3 separate regions of the Gossypium hirsutum genome follow, and all the other regions are linked to region 3. Evidence: chromatin contacts called from public Hi-C data. All regions are on one chromosome and are shown on one strand. The core of a region is the stretch at or near the end of the contact, and the rest is flanking DNA. Distances in the headings are between cores, read along the strand shown.

Region 1 (2,700 bases), core at 29-2,528, 310 kb before region 3:
AAGGGGTAAAACTGATAACTTTAGATCGAGTGTCAATATATGTTAGGCAAGCAATTTAGACTTAATTTGTCTATGAATAGGAAGGATCGGGCTGAATCGATTAAATTGATAAACAAACAACTTAAAGTGATTTAGAAGTATGAAATCAAATTTCAAAAAATTAAAAGGAATTTGTTGTGATTTAAACTTTTTTGTCAAGACCTGAAAAATATATGTTTTTAAAAAGAGATTGAGTTAGTCTTTTGCATATATGAGTATGTCTGGACAAAATTTTAAACCCATATTTCGGGCTAAGTCAGACTTAGGCAAACATAAAATATATTAATATCATAGTTAAGTCTTGTCCGAATTTAACCTGATCTGGCCTATGAACACCTCTTTGTATGACTTACTTTAAATATTATTATCAATATTTCTATGATTGGTTTATTTTAATTATTGGAAGCTATTAAAATTTTACCTTAACTAAAATTTTGTGTATCAAGGTAGAAAAACTGGGTTAAAATTTTAGAAACTAAAAAAGATGTACTACACACTAATTTGTTTCGATGAAAATTATTCGTTATTTCCATAAATTAATATATTTTATCATAATTAAAAATTTATTGACTTCAACCTATTAAATGAAAATATTTTCCTTAAATTATTCCTTTAAATTCAAACAATTTTTAGTTTAATTATTAAAATTTAATTTGGGGCATATCATAATTTTTTTAATATGTTTGTTTTTAAAAAATCATATAATTATACAATAATATAATTGATACAAGGGCAGATAGTGCAGTTTTTAAACTTCATATGCAGGGTTAAAGGGTTTATAAGTGTCTTATAAAGAGTGTATTATAATATTAAAAACAATAAATATTTTTAAAAAGGAGACATAAGATAAAATTTTAAGACTACTTGCGAAATTAACAAAAAATTATATTATCAGCATACCAAATACTAACCATTGATACTATATATATATGAAACATGGCTTAACAATAATATAATTACCTTAAACCGATTCTTGCAAAAATATAATTACCCATAAACCTCTTGATTTTTAAAAATAAAAAGAATACGTGTTTAAGTATGCTCAAATTCACATATTCCTAATTGTTGCACTAACAACGATGGAAATGACTTGAAACTTATTTGAGTTTTTTTTTTTTAGTTTGAAGAATTAAAATGTTAATAAGATTCATAATCTTTTTCTTACTTGTGTAGTTTAACCATAAACCAAAAACACATGAATTTTGTTGGTGAAGATTAAGAAGGCCCATTAAAATAAAACCTTTGATGGACAGATTGAAGGCCTCTAAAGAAGATTGATCCTTCATACATGATTTCGGTCCATTGGGCTGTATTCCCTTCCAACTTTTATTCTTTTATATCCCTTTTACAAAGATAAAGTATTAATTGTTGTGTGGATTGAGTTTTAAGATCAGTTTAGTATTGTTTTTCAGAAATACTTTTAGAATAAAAAATATTTTTGAGATAAAATTATTGTTAAATAAGATACTTTTGAACTTTTCAAAAGTGTTTCTTGGACAAAAAAAAGAAAATTTGCAAAAGCACTTTTTTAACCAAAAACAGAAGTAGAAAAATTTAGTTTTTGCTCAAAAGTGCTTTTTGGTCCAAAAGTGCTTATGAGAAATAATGTTAAATTGGCCCTTAATTCAATTGGTATGTGCATTGTTGCCAGTATAGGAGGACATAAGTTTGAGTACGCTAAAGCCAAAGGCGAAGCCAAAAATTTCTTTTAGGAGGGAATTAAATTGTAATTTTTACGATAGTAAAAATATAATTTTTAAAGGATTAAATCAAAATTTTATCATTTTTAAGGGAGGCTAAAGTGTAATGTTACCTTTACCAATTTAAAATTTTAAAAATTTTAAGGGGTCAAAATGGAAAAAAATTCTATTTTAGCCGCCCCTAGATTCGCCTTTGGCTAAAGCGCATTATCCTCCTATTTATGGGTTGGGAGGGACTATGGATAGTTTTAGACATTGTATAAAGAACATATACGATTAGAATCTATAATAAAATTGTTAAAAGAAAAAAAACCAAATCCTTTAATTATCAAAATAATTACCAAGGGCTCAAAATCCTTAACCAAAAAAGGTGTTATAGGTGAAGTGGTAGTATCATACCTATTGATTTTTTATACGCTATAATATGAGATTGAATCTAATTATATGCAATTATGCATGCCCACAATATAACTATATTCAGATTCTTGGCTTTTTTATTCGTTTTGATAAATCCAGAAGAAAATGAACTATTTCATTCGTCCCCATCCAAAAAGTTATATCAATATTCCTTTTCTTTTTTCTTTAATTATCCCTACTTAGGTTTAGCACTTTAGTGCATCCATAATTATAATTCATTACCATTAAAATGGTACCAAAACACACATGGGGTTAACCAGCTCCCATGTGCAATAACACACACAAAAAGACAATCAAAATTTTTATAATTAAAAAGACAAAGTAATTAGTAGCAAATATTAAGGTGATGATATGTCTTTTCATGATTCATAATTAGCTGAATATATTTGAAAATAAGGGTGAATCTATAAATAAAGCAAGGGTAGAAATTTAATTATAACTTTTATAAATTAAAATATAAATTTATTATGTATTAATTTATAATTTTATCATTTTTAAAGGGCCAGAGTAAAAAAATATTATATATTAATTTATAATTCATTTA
Region 2 (2,700 bases), core at 186-2,685, 370 kb before region 3:
CTTCTGCTTGAGTGAGAAAATGTAATAGGCATGTATTTATTTTTGGACAAGTTACTTAAAATCAGTATGCAGATCAAGGTTGATAATGCATTTATTCTGTCATCAACTTAAACATCAAGGAAAGGAGAAATGTAATTGGGCTCTCTAAGACTCAGTGCAGATGGAATTCAGCAGTGCTTTTGAATATGTTGAATGTACCTCCAATATACCATTATACCTCTGCATTGGCAAGTTCTAAGCTGAGTGGGACATATGTACTTGGAGTTACTCTTCATATATCAACATTGCCATCCATTCCTTTATCTGTTGTTATTTTCTGGTGCTTTGTTCTGTCAAATGCCTTAATGCTTACCTTACTTTGTTGTAACAGATGGATAAAAATAGTTTTAAAAGTTCATCAAAAACCACAACCAACAAAGAAAATGGTAGAGTGGGTGAAATATTTCCTTCTACATCTCTTGAGCAGTATGCCAAACTAGGTAGAAAAGATGCTGGAAATCATGGTGATCCATATGACTCTGGGAATGATGACATTAATGACCACAGTGATGATGAAAATGATGGTCAAGAAGATGAAAATGAAGATAGAGAGGATGATGAAGATGACAAAGAAGAACCAAGTGCATAACTGCGAAGACTGAATAACTTATGCAGGATAAGGAATCTGTGCGTACCCCAGAATCTTTAATAGTTTTCGTCGACCTCTGCTCTAGACTGTTTTCCAGTTATAGTTTTGCGATGGTCGTATCTTTTAACCATTCTTTTTGGTCGTAAGCTTTGATGGAAACACATGCCCTTACCCTACAGCTTGTGGTAAAGATGTTCTGTTGGCTTAACAAGTTCTTACAATTGTCTTAAGATTTGTAAACCTCGTAGAATATAATTCATTATGATGATATTACCCGTTAAAACTTCTTAGCTGAAGATGATGCTTTTGTAATTCTTGTGGCATGGATCTACTTCTGCCCATTATCTTTTACCTTTTCTCTCTCTTTACAAGCAATGTTATTAAACTAAGCAACAATTGGTTCATACACCCCTCTAAAACACCATGTGAAATGCATCTCGTCATTTTTCTATCCTTCCATAAGTTATGGTAGCTTATTTTTTTATTGCTGAGGCATTGAAAGTGCTTCCAAGTATCCAGATCATTGCACCAACTGCAATTAAACGCCACTTTATTAAATCAAGCCATTAACAATAACAATGTTCACCACTTCGAGATTGTCAAAGACGAATAAAATTCCAAGTTGTCCCTATTGGAGGGGGAAAAAGTAGAATTTTGTAAGTCAAACATCTAGGGATGAGTTAAGGAAGTAAAACAACCTGAAAATCCAAGTGGCCAATCAAGTCAATACTCAATAGCTCTTGGGATATAATGAAAAACTTGATGGTTTGATAGCTCCTCGTACAAAGCTCAACCTCAACCAAGAAATGCAGAAACCAAGTGTGTCGAAATCTCGAAAATGGCTTCCTGCTGCCCTTCCTGTAATGCTATGTCTGTGTGTGCTTGGAAGCATCCTAATGGCTGCAATCTTAAGCTCCAACATCTTCTATTCCCAGCTACTCTTCAGATCCACCACTTCCGTGGCCAGTGTCTCCCGAGGCCAACTCATCTTGCCTCATTCACTTCTGAATCAAATCGCTGATTTACAAAGCCAAGTGGGAGTTCTGCTGGAGCAGTTACATGTTGCAAGTGCAGAATCCAAAGCACTAACAACGTTTGCGGATCAACTTCTACATATTGCCACATCTTTAGACAAGTTTGCAGAAGCCCTATCAGATTTCTACGACAGCAGTTCGTCCGGTACAAATGAAGTCAGCAGTGTAGACGAAGACTTCAGCGACCCTGATGAAAGTGAAATCAACCAAGGATCAGATACTCATAGTTTTAACTCAGGTGAGCTTCATAACTTCACCGCTTTGAAACCAAATAGACTGATTGGGAAGAAAAACTTCCTTGGGGTGGAAGCTATTAGCCCAACTGTAGGACTCCTTTGTGCCAACATGGCCTCAAATGTAAATCGCTTTATGGGTTATAAGATCTATAGGATGTGCCCTGATGACTGGGACATCGCTCAGAAGCTTATGATCAGTGGCTGCGATCCATTACCAAGAAGACGATGCTTCTCGAAAACACCTCCACGTTACAGTAAACCACTTCCAATAAACTCGTCCCTTTGGTCTCAACCGGCTGACACCAACATTATGTGGAGTCACTACAAGTGCAAAGATTACTCCTGTCTTGTGTCTAATGGAACAATAGGCAAAAGAGGCTTCTTCAAATGTTCAAACTGCTTTGATCTTTCGAAAAGAGGATGGGAAATCCCAACCAACGAATCAACTTCAGCTGAATTCACCATAGATGAAGTTCTTAGATTGAAGCCAGGAGAGATCAGAATTGGACTTGATTTTAGCCCCACAACCGGCACATTTGCTGCACTAATGAAGGAAAGAAATGTAACGATTGCATCAGCTACCCTAAACTTAGGGGCTCCTTTTAATGAGGTGATTGCACTTAGAGGCCTCTTACCTCTTTACCTATCAATTGGCTCAAGACTGCCTTTCTTTGATAACACACTCGATATTGTACATTCTACCCTATTTTTAGATGGGTGGATGGGAATAGATCTTCTTCAGTTTGTACTTCATGATTGGGATCGTGTTCTTCGACCCAAAGGACTTCTTTGGGTGGATCGA
Region 3 (2,700 bases), core at 72-2,571:
TGATGTGCTTAAATCAAAGGAGAAATAAACTCTGTTTAAGAGTAGATCTTGCATAGTTGAGTAGAGTTGCATGCAATCCTAAAAATAGGACGACGTAAATCTATCGGATTAGAGTCAAATCTAATGGGGAAATCCATAGAACGAGTTAATGCAATAATAAGAGTTTTAATTAGAAAGAAATTTCAATTAATCATCTAGAGTCAGTTGCTTTTATTCTTGAAAGAGATATTAGCATAATTTAAGGTCAAGTTACTAAGTACATAAATTGCGTAATTTAGATTGATAATGACAAATGAAATCTAGGTGGATTCTTTCCTGAGTATTGTTTCGCTTCTTAATTGTTAATAATTTATTTTCCTGATTTGTTTTTTGTTGTGTTCGTTAGTTAATTAATTTAGTTAATTTTAGTTTTTAATCAATCACTCCAATTATTCGGTTAAGTAATAGAAAGACTGTAATTACTAGTAAAACGATATATTTACTCACCGTAGCTATACTATTAATTGATAGGTGCACTTACTTTACTCAAATTTTTAGTTGGTTTTGTGGACATCAGTTATTTTATATAAAATAATTAAAGTGCTTAATGTACATAAAATTTATTATTCTATGATATATGAATTAATAAAAATATTTTTTATTATTCATTATTATATTATATTGATAATTGAATAACTTTTTATTCTATTAAATTTATAAACTTAATACTTATATTCTAAAATATTTATTCTGAAACTCAAATATATTATATTAAGTCCAAACCTAACAATATACTCATTATTATCCAAATTTAAAATAGAGTAATTATAGCTCAAATCTCAAATTTAAAATAAAAAGAAATTAAACTTAATACCAAATACAATTTTTAAAAATTAAAGATAAATTCAAATTTTAATTTAATAAAAAATATTTTATTAAGATATTAATTTTTTAATAATATTCTAGATTTTGGAAGTTATTATTTTAATATACCAAATTAGATGATTTATTGATGCTAATTCCTTGATCCTAAATAATAATAATAGAAAAAAACTAAAATGCTTGACTCACAATTCACCTAGTCAACGGCAACGCGAAAATATACGGTGTCATTTACTCTAGCAAACTGCTTATTTGCGACTAGTCTATGGAGGAGGAGTTTCCACAAATGTTGTTTTCAGCTGTTCACAAGCTTAGCTGGTTTGCATTTTTAGGCCACCCATCCTTAGCTGGAATTGGCAGACTTCAAAATTGTAGCTTTTTACCACTTTCATTCTCAACTACCTTGAAGAATACAGTGGTATTCAATTTTCCCATTTATTCAGCTATATATAAGTTGTAGCCTTGTAGGCTTTTTCTACAAACAACACTAAAACCACAATGCTATTCTTAATTACTATCGTCTTCCTAATTCTTTCCATTTCACCTTCTATAACAAGTTCAGTTCCTTATATTCCTACTGACTACATACTTTTGAACTGTGGTGCTTCATCAAACACTACATCCTATGATGGCAGAAACTGGGTTGCCGATGATGACCACCTATATGCTAATACCTCTTCTTTTTCATCCACTGCATCCTATCAAGACCCCTCTGTCACTCAAGTTCCTTACGTGACAGCTCGTTTCTTTCGTGGTGAATTCACTTATAAATTCCCCGTTTCACCAGGCACTAAGTTCCTTCGTCTGTACTTTTATCCAAATCAATACCCTGGCCTTGATATTACCAGTTCCTTCTTTTCAGTTGCCGCTAATAATTACACTCTCTTGAGCAATTTCAGTGCCTATTTAGTTTCTGCCACTAGTCCTCCCCAAGCCTATATTGTCAAAGAATTTGTCATCACTGTTGGAAACAAGCAGATGATGGATGTCACCTTCGCCCCTTCACCGAATTCTTTCGCTTTTATCAGTGGGATTGAAGTCGTTTCCATGCCTGCAAATCTCTACACAGGCCAGACATATGGCTCTCTCCCCTTAATAGACACTAATTACTTTTTCGAGCTTGAAAACTCCACTGCTCTTGACACTGCTTATCGGCTTAATGTTGGTGGAAGAGATGTTTTAGATGTGCACGATTCAGGAATGTTCAGAACATGGAACCAAGATATTGACTATATCTTGGGAGCAGCATATGGAGTTACGTATTATGATCAGTCTGAGGCAACAATCAAATACACCGAGGCCACACCAGTGTATACGGCACCGGAAGCTGTGTACAAATCCTATCGTTCAATGGGGCCTAATCCATATATTAACTTCAATTACAATCTTACATGGCTTTTCACAGTTGATTCGGGGTTTTACTACCTCGTTAGGCTCCATTTTTGCGAAAAGTATCTACAGAAAGTGAATCAGCGTGTATTCGACATATTTATTAATAATCATACCGCTGAGAAAGCCATGGATGTGATTGCTGTGGGTGAAGGTAATGGTATTCCAATCTACAGAGATTATGTTGTGAGGGTGGCACAAAGTGAAAACGAACTATGGGTCGCACTACATCCAAATGCCGAATCTGAGCCAGAGTATAATGATGCCGTTTTGAATGGTTTAGAGATTTTCAAGTTGAACAACTCGGAAGGTAGCCTTGCCGCTCCGAACCCTCGACCAGAGACAAAGCCAATGCTTAAGCAAAAGTATTCAAAGGAGGGAAGATTTTTGAAACCGGGAATGGTCGTCATTGGAGCTACACTAAGCAGCATAGTATCAATCCTGCTTATA

What was found. Hi-C and Micro-C count contacts between places; a contact is called where the count stands out from the background.
Region 1: a contact with region 3 is called in a Hi-C map of leaf, with 4 times the contacts expected there. The contact joins the enhancer-like site here to the promoter of LOC107910245 in region 3. A contact is called at or near these places in 8 of 34 Hi-C or Micro-C datasets (anther, leaf and petal).
Region 2: a contact with region 3 is called in a Hi-C map of leaf, with 2.0 times the contacts expected there. The contact joins the promoter of LOC107951887 here to the promoter of LOC107910245 in region 3. A contact is called at or near these places in 2 of 34 Hi-C or Micro-C datasets (anther and leaf).

Annotation. Positions count from the first base shown.
Region 1 is chrA07:83,329,934-83,332,633 of Gossypium_hirsutum_v2.1, reverse strand. No RefSeq gene overlaps it. Among protein-coding and RNA genes, the nearest start is that of LOC107951886, 11 kb to the left of the region's middle. Within about 2 kb of position 1,278, at least 1 of the 9 cell types and tissues checked has an H3K27ac peak or open chromatin away from gene starts, as enhancers often do. A contact at or near this core is called in leaf, where this site is marked.
Region 2 is chrA07:83,391,637-83,394,336 of Gossypium_hirsutum_v2.1, reverse strand. It overlaps LOC107951887 (probable methyltransferase At1g29790), which reads left to right and starts at 1,435. Exons shown (of 1, transcript XM_016887057.2): 1 at 1,435-2,700. The coding sequence starts at 1,435. It overlaps LOC107951888, which reads left to right. Exons shown (of 7, transcript XM_016887058.2): 7 at 371-1,032. The coding sequence ends at 628.
Region 3 is chrA07:83,020,316-83,023,015 of Gossypium_hirsutum_v2.1, reverse strand. It overlaps LOC107910245 (receptor-like protein kinase FERONIA), which reads left to right and starts at 1,321. Exons shown (of 1, transcript XM_016838069.2): 1 at 1,321-2,700. The coding sequence starts at 1,360.